Regions from separate parts of the Mus musculus genome. Here region 1 is linked to region 2. Evidence: chromatin contacts called from public Hi-C data. All regions are on one chromosome and are shown on one strand. The core of a region is the stretch at or near the end of the contact, and the rest is flanking DNA. Distances in the headings are between cores, read along the strand shown.

The links. A called contact is a pair of places that touch in the nucleus more often than the background predicts.
Region 1: a Hi-C map of liver shows a contact between it and region 2, with 2.7 times the contacts expected there. A contact is called at or near these places in 4 of 39 promoter capture datasets (hippocampal neurons, liver and macrophages), 15 of 484 Hi-C or Micro-C datasets (the HL-1 cell line, embryonic stem cells, group 2 innate lymphoid cells and 3 more), 4 of 130 datasets of targeted methods (the HPC-7 cell line, bone marrow-derived macrophages, embryonic fibroblasts and 1 more) and 4 of 9 other capture datasets (adipose tissue, embryonic stem cells, liver and 1 more).

Annotation. Positions count from the first base shown.
Region 1 is chr19:16,487,215-16,494,046 of GRCm38.p6, reverse strand. All of the region lies in intron 1 of Gna14 (guanine nucleotide binding protein, alpha 14), which reads right to left. It also overlaps the pseudogene Gm8222. Among named protein-coding and RNA genes, the nearest start is that of Gna14, 55 kb to the right of the region's middle.
Region 2 is chr19:16,430,995-16,437,782 of GRCm38.p6, reverse strand. It overlaps Gna14 (guanine nucleotide binding protein, alpha 14), which reads right to left and starts at 2,116. Exons shown (of 7, transcript NM_008137.4): 1 at 966-2,116. The coding sequence starts at 1,089.

The sequences.
Region 1 (6,832 bases), core at 1,202-3,701, 56 kb before region 2:
CGCAACACTCCTATTTATCCCTGTCACCATAGTGCTAGCATTCCCTCTAAGGAGGGCTAGCTCCCCATGCCTATTTCACAGACTCTGCAAGAGCATGTGAGGGGAAAATTTGCAGGAAAGAAAGGACACTCATTTCCAGGGTGTGCAGGAAACCCCTGTCACGAGTTCAGCTGGGACAGGTTGCAGGAGGAAACCATATAATTGTGGTATCTTTTCAAGAATCATACCTGTACCTAACTCTTTCAGGGACAACCTAAGAGAAAGGTGAAGGGCCTGGATGCAAGGGAAGACCTCTCCACACTGACATCTCTTGACTATGTACACACCAGTGAGTGATTTAACCATTGTGTGCCTTACTTTCCTCACATGGACAGTGAATAGCAGCAGTGCCTACTTTGTGAGCATATGAATACTACAACATGTGTCCCTGCCTCGCACATTCAAAATGCTAGGAGGTATTTCCCTCTATAAACAGTTGCTGTGGATCTAAATCCAGTTGCCAGATGGCTACAATGTGGGCTGGACTGCGGAAGGACCACTTTCAAGGGAAAGATGAGGTGAAGTCCTTTGGCTCTGGGGTTGGCAAAGCTATCTGGTCAGATCCTGTCTCTAAAGAAATAAATGATTAATGACGAAAACAGGTCACTATAGTTGAATCTCAAGTGACTGACTCAAGTCTCACGGTTTGACACTGTTGTCCAATCCTTAGGGCCCAGAATACCTGAGCACAAACAAGCCTTGCAGTCCACATCCCCGGTGGACCGTTATCTTTGGCCAAACATTCAACTTCATCTGATGGTGGCTTGCCTCTCCTATATTTAATAAATATGAAGGTCAACAAAGATGTACATTAGAAATAGGAGACTTCAGACCTTGATGGACACTGGAGACTTCTACTTTTGAAATCTTAGTCTGTAACAATCCACTCTCTGACCATAACTTCAGATCAAGTCAATTTCCTGGCATTTATGAACACCTTGGATTTCTCAAAACCCTCGTTGCTCCTCCACACATTCTCTCCTGGGATACTTTCTGGATCACACTGGGGAATGGCACGAGCCTTTTGAAACCTTAAGCCGACCCCAGTGACATACTCCTTCAACAAGGCCCTGGTCCTAATCCTTCCCAAACAGGTACAAACTGGGGACCAAGTTCTCAAATGCCCAAGACTTAAAGGGGAACATCTCATTACACTGTCCCTTCCCCATGTTTGCTCATTACACCCAAAGCTTTCAGGCACAAAATAAGTCCCCAGATAACTGTGGAACATGTTTGACTGGTGTGCTTCCTCAGTGACAGTATGGAAAGGCACCAGTTGCTTTTCTGCTTCTGTTTCAAATCTACTTGTCTCTCATCCTTATCACTACCCTCAACGATTTCACACCCTTTCCCTCTCTTCAGTTAGTTTCTATCAAAGATATCATTATCTCTCCTTACCCACCAGAGTAAAGTCTAATCCTGGACCATCCATCTGACTCTCTGGAGAGCTTGCCCATCACCTTGAACTTGAAGCTCAAGCCATCATCTGATGAGGGTTTACTCACCCATCTTTTACAGCAGTTAGATCTGGATTTCCTTTTGTTCTCTCTGGCACACTAGACACAGAACTTTTCCAAAATAGATCTCTATTGCTTTGTCCCAGTTTGCCACAAGATTTGAATTCATTACTCCACTGCTATCGCTTGATGCCTTCCACTTCCCTCATTGCACAGTGTGTCTGCGATGGCCTGGATATTTGTCTGTATTTCCGAAATCCCCTCAAGGCATTGAACTGGGTAAAGTCAGAGGCCTTGTCCTGCTAGTCTTTGTATTCTCAGGCTCTGAGCAGTTTCCAGGATGTACTCAAAAGCCACTGGCATAGGACTGGAAAGATGGCTCAGTGACTAAGAGCATTTGCTTCTCTTGCAGATCAGCTGGGTTTGGTTCCCAGCATCCACATGGTAGTCACAACTGTGTGTACTCTAGTTCCAAGGGGACTCTTGGAACCCCTCTTCACCAGGCAAGCATGTGATACACATCTATACATACAGGCAGTCAAGCACTCATACACATGAAAAATTAATTAATTACATTAAGAAACCATTGGCTGTGTTTATGGAAACACCACTAACTGCCAGGCCAGGGTTTTCACAGCTCTGTGGAGCACGTTGAATTAGAATACCCTTGGGTTTCTTCCGGCACTAGCACCTGAAACTTGTTTGCACAAATTGCACATGAATGGATGCTCAGAAATTGCCAGGCAGCACTTAGGAATCTGGGAAATGCTTAAGAGCCTCACCCCATCTCTAATTGGCGTAATTCCCCCCAAACGCCTGAAAAGACAGCATCTCCTTTGTTTTGTGAATTTGCTCAGAAAATAAAGGCAAGGCTTACCAACTAGGTTGGGTTAGGACAGGAGGGGCAGCCGGGAAGAAAAGCAAGCTCGGGTTACTGCCCAGGTCAGCAGGCCACACAAACCCCTAGTTCGGGAACTTTGGACTCCTCTCAGTCCAGACGCCAAAATAAATTACTCTAAGCTTATGAAATTCCTGTAAACTTCCATTTGTGACTTTCATCGTTTTTATTGCATATTGTGAGTTGACAGGGTGGAAATTAAAAACAAAACACACAAAAGACATTTTGAGTCTGACCACAGTTGTCCTCTCTATGAGGGTAGCTATGGACAGATGCAGAACTGCCTAACCATTGTGTCTAGTGTCCGTGGAATTCTGAGGAGACCCTCATCACCTCCTCTCCAAAATTCCTAGTGGCATTTAGAGTTGGAGAGAGCTCCGCGGTTAAGAGCATTCCCTGTGCTTGCAGAAAACAGGAGTTCAGCTCGCAGCACCTCAGGAGGTTCCTAACCACTGGGACTTCAGCTGCAGGAGGCCTGACACCTTCTGGTCTCCGTGGATAAATAACAATAATTTAAAAACTAAACCTTTGACTTCCGCTTCCAGCTCTCCAGACACAAGGGTCCCAGGAGCCAAACTAGCGGGGAAAATGAGGCCTTTGACTGAAGAAGAGATCCGGGTAATGTTTGAGAAGATTGCGAAATACACTGGAGAGAATCTACAACTCCTGGTGGACAGACCCGACGGCACTTACTGTTTCCAGCTGCACAACGACCGACCGAGTGTACTATGTGAGTGAGATGATGCTGAAGCTGGCCGCCAACATCTCCAGAGATAAGCTAGTGTTGCTGAGGAGCTGGGGACGCGTTTTGGAAAGTTTACTAAGACCCCCAAGTTCCATTTGCACATTACAGCTCTGGATTACCCTGCACCCTATGCCAAATATAAAGTGTGGATAAAGCCGGGAGCAGAGCAGTCCTTCTTATATGGAAACCATGTGTTGAAATCCAGTCTGGTTAGAATTACTGAAAACACGTGTCAGTACCAGGGAGAAGTGGTTTATTCCATGGCGGATATTCCTCTGGGTTTTGGGGTGGCAGCAAAGGGCAGAAAAGTGGACCTTGTGGCAATTGTGGTGTTCCAACAAGCAGACATTGTGGATTATGTTCGCCATGAAGAGACACTGACTTAGGACGGTCATCCCAAGAACATTTTGCTGTGGGAGAGGACTTAGCTTTGTTTCCTGTGTGCGGGCCATCAGGTTAAAACTGGACCACACTGAGATATCAACACAAATGGCTCGAAAATAGGGTCTCTGGCCCTCTAGTCAAAAACAGTTGGACCACACGTATAAGGTCAGCTCGGGCTACTTGGAGAGTTCGAGGCTAGCCTGGGCTACCTAGTGAGACTTTTCTCAAGAATCCAAAACAGACAAACCAGAACCCGAGAGTGTTTTGTGTGAGTAAATAGTGTTTCTATTTTGTGTCTGCGTCGTCTTTGTTTGAATCAGAAGACTTGCTCTGAGTGATGGTTTCTAAGTTACTTCACTGAGGACAGGAGTGATCTTACTGCTATCTGTTATAACACTGTTTTCCAGGCTCATAATAGCACAGTGAACTTTTTACTGCTTGTTAATGTTAAAGGTAGAAATAGCCATATAAGCCTCTGGTTTTACATATGGAATTTAATAAATTAAATTTAAAAAAAAACTAAACCTTTCTTCTTAAAAAAGAAAAAAAAAGTGTGGGGGGGGGGGGGCATGACATTTGGGGACCAGAGGGATGGCTCAGAACTTGAAAACACTTGTTCTTGCAGGGAACTTGGGTTCAGTTTGCAGCACTTACACAGAAGCCCACAACTGTCTGTTACTCCACTTCCTCGTGTTCAATCTCCTCTTTTGACCTCCGGGAGCACCAGGCATATACATGGTACACATACATGCATGCAAGCACATACAGATAAAAAGAAATAAATCTAAAAAAGAATAAACAAAAACAAGACCAAAAAAAGCATCTGCCAGCTAAATTTGGCCTTTAAACCCAAAATTATAAATTGATTTTTTTCTACATTTGTACATTTTTGTCAAGTGAACTTTATCTTTAACGATGTCTTTGGTAGTTTATTTCACCTGAAAAACCACAGTATATACATATTTCTTTAGAGAAATAATTCCTACTTTGGGAGTGAGTATACGAACATCATTTTATTAATGGGAACAGAATCAAAGTTCAGATAACTGCTTTGTCCTGCCTCTAGGACTTCACTTGCATTACAGAACCTTCTAGCAACTTTTGATCAATCCCCCACAAGACACCTCTTGTACTATCCTGTAACCGGCTCTTCCACCACCATTCACGTCATGTTGTAGCTGATGTAGTAGCAGAAGAGCCAGTAACCCCAACTCCCAATGCCTGTGAGGGCTGTGGAGGAATCTTAGAGAGACTAGACATAAGAGCCAAGTTGTGACTGCATGCAATTAGAATATGGTACACCCAAATATACCTTTTTCATAATGGTGATTTTAAAGTGTTTATTTTGACGAGCTTCAGGCACATTGGAAGTAAACAGAGTAGAAATTCCCTGTTTTCTCATGAAGGAAATCTTCTGGCCAGAGCATCTTTAGCTCTGTACTAGAACTAAAGGATCACTCCCCATGTCAGACTCTGGATGCTGTGACAAAATACCCACACAGATAACTTAAAGAGTGGGAGTTTACTCTCCACGTCATCTCTGTCTAGGCTTAGCTGGCTCCCTTTCTTTGGGATGGGGAGTCTAGGAGCATCAGAGAGTCCAATGGGGGGGAGCACAACTGCTCGCCATGATAGGAAGGAGAGGAAGGAAGGGGCTAGGGACAAGATGCACCCTTCGAAGATGCACCACAGTGACCTACAGCCTCCAACCAGGCCTCAGTTCCTAGGATTTCCTTAATGGATTCATGTGACGTTGTCAGATCCTTCATGATCCATCACCTCTCTGAAATCCATCAGCGAGGGTGGTGACTCAGTAGGTAAAGTGCTTGCCACCCTGCATGATAGCCTGGGTTTGATCCCCAGGACCTATACGGTAAAAGGAAAGAACTGACTACACACACACACACACACACACACACACACACACACACACACGCTGCCCTTCTGAGTACCCGGTAATTACCACTTACTCCAATTATGCAACTCTGGCCTTCTGGTTTCTCACCTCTGGACCTGTTCTACTTTATCTACGCTCTCAAGGTAGAGAACAGAAAATAGAATTGTCCTACACATGGTATGCTCAGTGTAGGGCAGAACAGGGTTGTCAATATTCTCTCAAGTGGGGTGCCTCTATTGACACAGCCTGCATCTGTCCATTAAACCCACCTGTCTTTTATTGGCACTTCCAGATTTATCTCTTGAACTGAGGATTGCTGGATGTAGTACTGATAAATCCATGCACCAACGTCTTTGTGTGCCTGTAGGGCATCTCTGTTGCTCACTTGCTGGAAAGCATCTTCTTGCTTACGTGAATCTCTGTGTCTTTCACATGCAGTTCTAGAGGGACTACTGTTCAAAGCAATTGCCCTCCTTTAGACCTACTGGTTAAACATGACCCAGGGAGTACCAGCCAGTCTCAAAACATAGACACAGGAATTAGAGACAAACCAAAGCCACGGCCAAAGTAGACACACGATGTCTGTTCTCCAGCATCCCAGAGCATCTTCAGAATTCAATAAATTATATCATTCCCCAGTATTAGTTTTCTATCGGACCTTTACAAATTACCACAAACTCGGTGGCCTGAAGCAACATAAACCAAAAGTGTTGGATTGGAAATATATGAAGAACTTTAGAGACTCAGCAACAGGGAACCACAAGAAAAAATCATCTGAGACATTTCTTCAAAGGAGATAAATCAACGGCCAAAACGTGTTCAACACAAATCATCAGGGAAATGCAAATAAAAAACCAGGGGGCACCGTTTCATTGCTACTACGATAGATATACAATTCTGGAGACGGAAGAAATCAATTACCAGCAGTGTTCTTGTTACTGCCCAGCCTACTGACCCTTGCAGCATGATAAATAAATCTTACTGTTGAAAAAATGAACAAAAAAATCCCAGAAAGCCAAGCATTGGTGTACAGAAATGTGACTCCTTGTATAACCCGCATGGGGGTGTAAAGTAGGTTGGCTGCTATGGAAAATGGTTTGAAGTTGTCTCCAAAGGTCATCATATAAGCTTTGCGAAGAGCATGTCTGCTCCCAAGTTCATACCCCAAATCATCAGAAACAGGGACTCAAACTATTACCTATAGGTTACGGCAGTTCCATACACAATAACCAACACAGAAATAACAAAAATGTATATCAACAGATGAATAAATCATGTTCTCCTACAATGGTATGTTTTTCAGATGAAAAAGAATGAGATACTAGGCCCTGTTACAATATGAGTTAACCCTTAGCCACCACACTAGGTACGAGCAGCCTTACCTTACACTACTCCACTCACACCTAAAGCTG
Region 2 (6,788 bases), core at 867-3,366:
GGCTTGCTCGGGTGTGAAGGCAGTGCAGGCTAAAAGCCCTCTCCTTCAGTCAGTCTTCAAAAGGGACTGCTTAATTAAATAATTAAACAAATGGTGAAAGAGAGGACTCCAGCCTGAAAGGACAGAGGAAATGCAAGCAGCTATTTTGGGGGTGGGGATGGGGGTGAAAGAAAAGGGCCAGTGTCCAACAATGGATGGGGGCTGAATGACACTCTACAGGCCAGAAGAAAGAGATCCTTGCCTTGGGGGAATTAATCAGACTTTAAACTCTTCTCTCTTTGTTTTAAAAACACTTCTTCAAAGGCCTTCTAAAAGCCTAAGGAGGCACTGGTAGAGATAGCCTGGACATTGAAGTTAAACTAAGGTGGGCCAAGGGAGACTTAAAGCTACTCTCTTGATGCAGGCTCCGGTGTCATCAGCAGAAGGTCCTGGTGTCAGAAGAGAGAATAGCAGTAGGGGTGTCACTTCCGAGGCGCACTTGCTATCATTTTCCCCTTTTCTCCAGTTTGTCAGTTTCTAGGGTTTCCTCTACAGTGAGGACAGAGCCTTCCCACCATGACCATACCTGGCAGGTAAAAACTATGCTGCACGTGGCCCCTGCAGTCAGACCCTCAACAAGAACCGAACCTAAACTGCGAGGCAGGCCGTTCCCCACCACCCACCAACAACTAAGTTTGGGGGTTCCCGCAGCAGCCGCCTGCTGGGAGCCCAAGGGCAAAAGCGAGCAGGCCCCGGGTTGGGGGGGGGGGGAGAGAAACTGACAAGGGTCCAGGAGTTGAGCCCTGGCCTGCTCTGAGATATCAGGAGTCTACGATCGAAGGTGGCCCAGCTCCCCAGGTGCAAAAAGACCGGTTCCCTGAAGGGACATAGAGAAACTCAGCACGCCACCCGGCAGGCTTGTTGGGACGGGAAAGAGCCGGGACGAGAACACCAGAGCTGCGCGCTGGATAAAGGCGGCCACTCACCCAGCAACAGCAGCTTGAGCTCCCGGCGCGCGTCCTTCTTGTCGCGGCGAAGCTGCCGCTCGATCTCCGCGCTGATGCGCTGAGACTCTTTCTCCTCCGCAGACAAACAGCAGCAGCCGGCCATGGCTTGCCACCTCGACGGAGCGACAGGGACCTGGAGCTTAACGCCCGGCCGCGCGGATTATCCGCGCCAGACGCAAGGTTTGAAGAGGAAACCACCTGAACCAACTATGGTATGGAGAAAGAGGCTCGGATCTCCTAGGCTAACGCTTTCTCGAAGGCAGTTCCGAGGTCAGGCGAGTCCTGAGCGCTTGTGTGGTCCGGGATCAGGCACCCAACCCCGCGCTTGGGAGGGAGAGAAGAGCGAACTGGGCAGTGTGATTGGCGCTGTCTCCAGAAGATGTGCGTCCCCGGACACTGTAGCTGGGTACCCAGGTAGGCAACGCACACCGCGAATCAAAAGTTGGGGCGTCGGTGCTGCTGCTAGAATGGTCTCTCCGGGACTGTAGGGTGTCGCAGGCTAGCAGCAGGTGTGGCCTGGCTTGCAAATAAAGGGCCAGCTAGTCCCTGTTTGCAAAGTTCCGAAAACCTCAACCCGTAGACTTTTGCGGAATGGAAGGTTCCTCCAGCACTGACCGCTCTATGTGACAGGAGGGGGCGGAGCGTCTCGAACCTGCAGCCAAGGCTGCAGGAGTTGCCTGAAGTCCTACCCCAAGCCGACGGTGCCTGGGGACAAAGGATAGCAACAAGAGGCTGGGTCGCAGAGTAGTCTCACACCTGCCTCCTTGGCGGTGGCGCCCTAGTGCAGGCAGGGCCACTTGCCAAGCTTGCTGTAACCAGCAGACACTGGCTGCCAGCCCCCTTCCCGCTGCCAGATCCGGGTTCCGACAGGTGAGGGAGTTTCGTCAACTCCCAGCCTCAGTGCCAGGGGTGGAGGCAGCGCACTAGCAGACCCGAGCCAAACGTCTGCAGCCCGTTCACACACCGCATGCCAGCAGCTAGGCTCAGGCCTCTTTTCCCACCTGAGGCTGAGCTTTGCCCACCAGCTTCTCCACCGCTCACACTTGGGGTTTCTAGACTGGCTCCCTCTGCTTCCCGGATGCCACAACTCAATTTGGGCTTAGTGCAAGCCTTGGGTCAGCTTGTAGTTTGCCTGCCTAGTGCAGATGGGCCTGCTGGCTGGCGTAGGAACTGCAGCTGCCTTCCGGGGTCTGGCAAAAGAGCAAAGGGCTAGTTAACGCCTCCCAGCCGGTCCTACCTCCTGGCACCGGATGAGGGGGCCAGGGACTGGAGGGGTGAAGGAAAACGGCTGGCTGCTTTGCATTTGATGATGGAAAAGACTTCTGTTTGTAGAAAGAGTTGGCACCTTCCCGGCACACCTGGCCAGTTCCCTGCCCAGCCCTGCAGCCAGACTGCCGCCTCGGGACAGCTCCTGGAACTCTGCGTGTGGATGTAGGAAATCTGAAAGAACCCCTGACAACTCAAATGCACAAAGTTTGCACAAAGCAAACTACTCTGATTTTGTCTGTGCAGATTTAAAGGTGCGGATAAGGGATCCTCGGGACCAGAGCAAATCTTCTTTGCCTTCTATTCAAGTTGGCATATGACATGTGCACGGTTACGGAATCAGACGCTAATTCTTCCTCCGTGAAGAGCAATGGAAGCAGAAGTGGGGCGCTGTGGTCATTATATAAGAACTTGGCAGCTAATGTTATCTGGCTGCTAAGTCTTATTTACTTTACAGTTTAAGAAGTGCGGACCAATCAGGCTTTAAAATGCCCTGTATTTTAGTATCCTTCCAAGCATAATTGACGACAACAGTGTCCCCTACTGGAAAGTTTCTGGATTTTTTTTCTCTCTGTAATCTGTCACCCACTTTTCCCTTTAGCTCCTACAGGTGTTGAGAACACCACCATTGGCTCCTCAAACTAACATCTCAATCACGGCTTTTAGTCTTCCACAGATATTAAAACCAGAGCAAATCTGAATTCCAAGTTAACTGGAATAACTGACCTGTTCAGTCTCCAGTTACTAGCCTTCCAAAACAGATCCTGACAGATCGTCCCTGGCGAACTTGGCGGTACCTACCGGAACCCTTGGTACCTACCGGAACCCTTCAGTGTTCCCATTCATTTGATCAAACCCGTATTCCTTGTATAGGACACGGTGCTGAAGAAGTCCCACAGGTTTATAAGCAAAGATCTCTATCTTCAGCTAACAATACAAACTCAATGAGTAAAATGTCAACAGCAGGAAATAAGCCAAATTAACTATGTTTGGTCCACATAGGACAATATTATGTATCCATTAAGGTGATCTATGAGTAACATTATGTCCCAATGAATAACACCTTAGGATGTTTGGGTGAATGACAGCCTGCATACAGCATCGTGGTGTCACCATCTACCTCAGGGCTGGGGATGTAGCTCAGTGATAAAGCCCTCTGTGCATTTAACATCCAGCACTGGAAAAAAAATCATACCTTCCAATGATAGCATAACCATTCTAGCTTGTATAAGAACACTTGGAAGCATCCATATGCCATTGTAGCTGAGTAGCCACGAACTCAGTACACTGCATTCCCACCGTTCACTCATGACGACAGAAGAACAACAAACTGGGGAGAATCTTCAAAACACATCCGGCAGAAAAGACAAGGCACAAACATATAAGCAGTACAACGGAAATGGTATGGGGAGAATACACACCTGCATTTTTAAGAGCATAGAGTACTTATATCAGGAAGGTTAGCTGCTCTGAGTCAAAACTGGCTGGCTGATTTTAAATTATCTGATAGAGGTACCCGAAGCCCCTCCCGTCATGTTTAGATTGCACTTTCCTTAACCGTGAGCAGAGCAATGGACTAGAATCCATTCAGGGGACTCACCCAACTCTAACATTTAATCATTTCTTCAATGATTTTTCACACTTAAAAAAAAAAAAAAAGGCAAGGGATTGTAGAGCTGGCTTAGCAGTTAAAAGCCCTGGCTTAGGACCAGGTTCCATTGCCAGCACCCACTAGGTGGCTCACAACTGTAAACTCCAGTTCCAGGGAATTCAACACCCTCTTCTTGCTTCTGCATGTGCTGCACACATGTGGTGTGCAGACATACATGTAGGCAAAATACCCATACACATAAAACACATTTTTAAAGATGTTAAAATAAATGTGAACTTTATTTTGGGGGACATCAAAAGCTCCTGAGAACCATACAACGGACAGCACAAGGCAGTTAGTTTCCTATTCCTGTACTTATTTGTTTCTCTTTCACATCATCTCTCAGACCTAGGGTACGAGATCAGGATGATTTCATGACATGATATTTGAAGCACCTTTCCAGGAAAGGCTGGCTTTAAAGGAAGCGCTTACTCATGGGCAACACTTCTCCTCATCATTCCCATCTACTTTAGTTGCACCTCATTACTCACAGCCCCCATCTTGGCTGCCAAGTGCTGAGCTTCACAGTCAGATAACTGTACGGGTCCTTAGGATGCTCACTGGGCCCCTGCCAGCCTAATGCCAGCCTAATGCCAGGTGCTGGGGATTCTGGTAACAAGATGTACTGAGCTGTGGCCCACCCGAAAGAATTAAAGTTGAGACCTCACTATCTTGTTTTCCATAAGAAGCATCATTCCATGATAGTGGCTTTCAGAAGCCAAAGATCGTGTATCTCCTTTAGCTTAACTTCCTTGCCTGCCCTGCTAACGAATCTCAGACAAATGTACTGTTGTGTCCTCTGAAGGCGTTGGTGCACCCTGTCCCCTTTTCCAGGAATGCCATCTCTTACTTCAAGCAAAATTAGGTCACTTCTTTTCCAAGCACATCTCTTCTGAGAAGACACCTCCACTCCTCCATTAGAAGCCTTCGTCCATCCCATCCCACCCTAGCACACCTGTCTATATCTGCTAATTCATGTTACTCACAGGTAGTTTTTCTTGTTTAACCTGCTAGTCTTATACTAGCAAGTCTTAGCCAGGATGCACAAAACTGAAACCAAGGGTGGGAAAATCACCTAAGATGATTCTACTTGTAGTATAAAGTGGTGGTGGTGGTGGTGGTGGTGATGGTGGTGGTGGTGGTGGTGGTGGTGGTGGTGGCGGTGGCATCTAGCCAGGTATGATGCAGGCAAAGCTGAGATTTCTACATCTTCATCTGAAGGTTGCTAGTGGAAGACTGACTTCCAGGCAGCTAAGGTGAGGGTCTTAAGCCCACACCCACAATGACACACCTACTCCAACAAGGCCATACCTTCTCATAGTGACACTCCTTGGCCCAAGCATATACAAACCATCACAATGCTGATGATAAAGTGAAGACGGAGAAGGTGGAAGCCAGAATATGAGTACCTGCTTTAGAAAGAGGTTGCCCATGTACGCTGCCCACTCTCCCCGTAGAGAAAATTACTTCCCCGGTTGTAATGCAGAGCTATAAGGAAAGGTACATCAGAGAGCTGGAAAGATGCTGTTCTCTTTGAGAAATATATTACCTGAGAATTTAAGAAGTACTATGCGATTCAGGTGTGCTGTTTCTAGGGATACACATGGAGCACTCTAAGTTACTGTATCCCAGGGTCTGCACATTCATGTTTACTGATGCATAGTCACATAGTCACAACAGCCAGGGCATGCAACCAATTTAGGAGTCTACCAACAGATAAATATGTTTTATATATATATATATATATATATATATATATATATATATTCACCCATAAAATCAAAGTATATTGTTTATTAGAAAAATGGATGTAACTACAGATGACCATATTAAGCAAAATAAGCCAAATACTGACATAGAAATAGAACATTTTCTCATATTTGTGAGTCCTAGAGCTTGGGTATCCACACCTAAATATCTACATGCACAGAAACACACACATATATATGCAGACACACACATGTACACGAACAGAGAAACAGAGAATAAAAGTGTGTGTGTGTGTGCATGCGTGTGTGTGTGTGTGTGTGTGTGTGAGAGAGAGAGAGAGAGAGAGAGAGAGAGAGAGAGAGAGAGAGATTGCATAAAAGAGCAACCCAGTGGATGTTTGCAAAGCTAATGGCTCTGAAGCTTTATGTCAGTTTTCCAGCTGCAGTTGTGACTCATTCCTGGGAATGACCAGTATTTCTTTAAAGAAAAAAGAGTCAAGGTATAAAGAGATGACAGTGAAGCACCTGCCATCTGCACCCTGCCCTGGCACCGCCATCCGCACCCTGCCCTGGCGCCCCAGATGAGCATATCTGTGTGCGATGATCATAGAGATGGCCTGAGTGCACGTGTGGGCAGTAACTCTTAGCGTCAAGGTCAATGGGCTTGCTCCTCCACAGCCGGCACAGAGTGGGAATGACTCCTGCTTTCCCTATTCATTTTATTGAGTCTGATGTGTTTCCAGTTTTCCATTCAGTTTTCAAGTTCACTGTGTTCTCTGAAGCGGCTTGACTCTCTCCCCCTCAGTCTGGGACCCACTCTTATCATCATCTGCAGCTCAGCAGGTGAAGACTGATGGAGTAGTGCTGGCTGTGTAGATGAGGGGAATAATAACTGGTGTGCACAGCATCTATTTTTCTATGGGAATCAGCATGTCAATGTATTGCTCCACACTATTCTCTGTTGGAAGCCCGCAGACTGTTTATTCAATGTGTCCAATGGGGAGAGCAAGAACAATGGACACAGAAGGCTGTCATCTAGCACACATGGCTGTGAATAGCCAGGAATGGGTATCCATTGGTTTGCGTATCTGACTTTTTATGAGAGTTGAGGACTTAAAGAACTGAAGAAATGGAAATCTTTAAGAAGACAATCTGGAGGTTTTTATCTTGCTGACT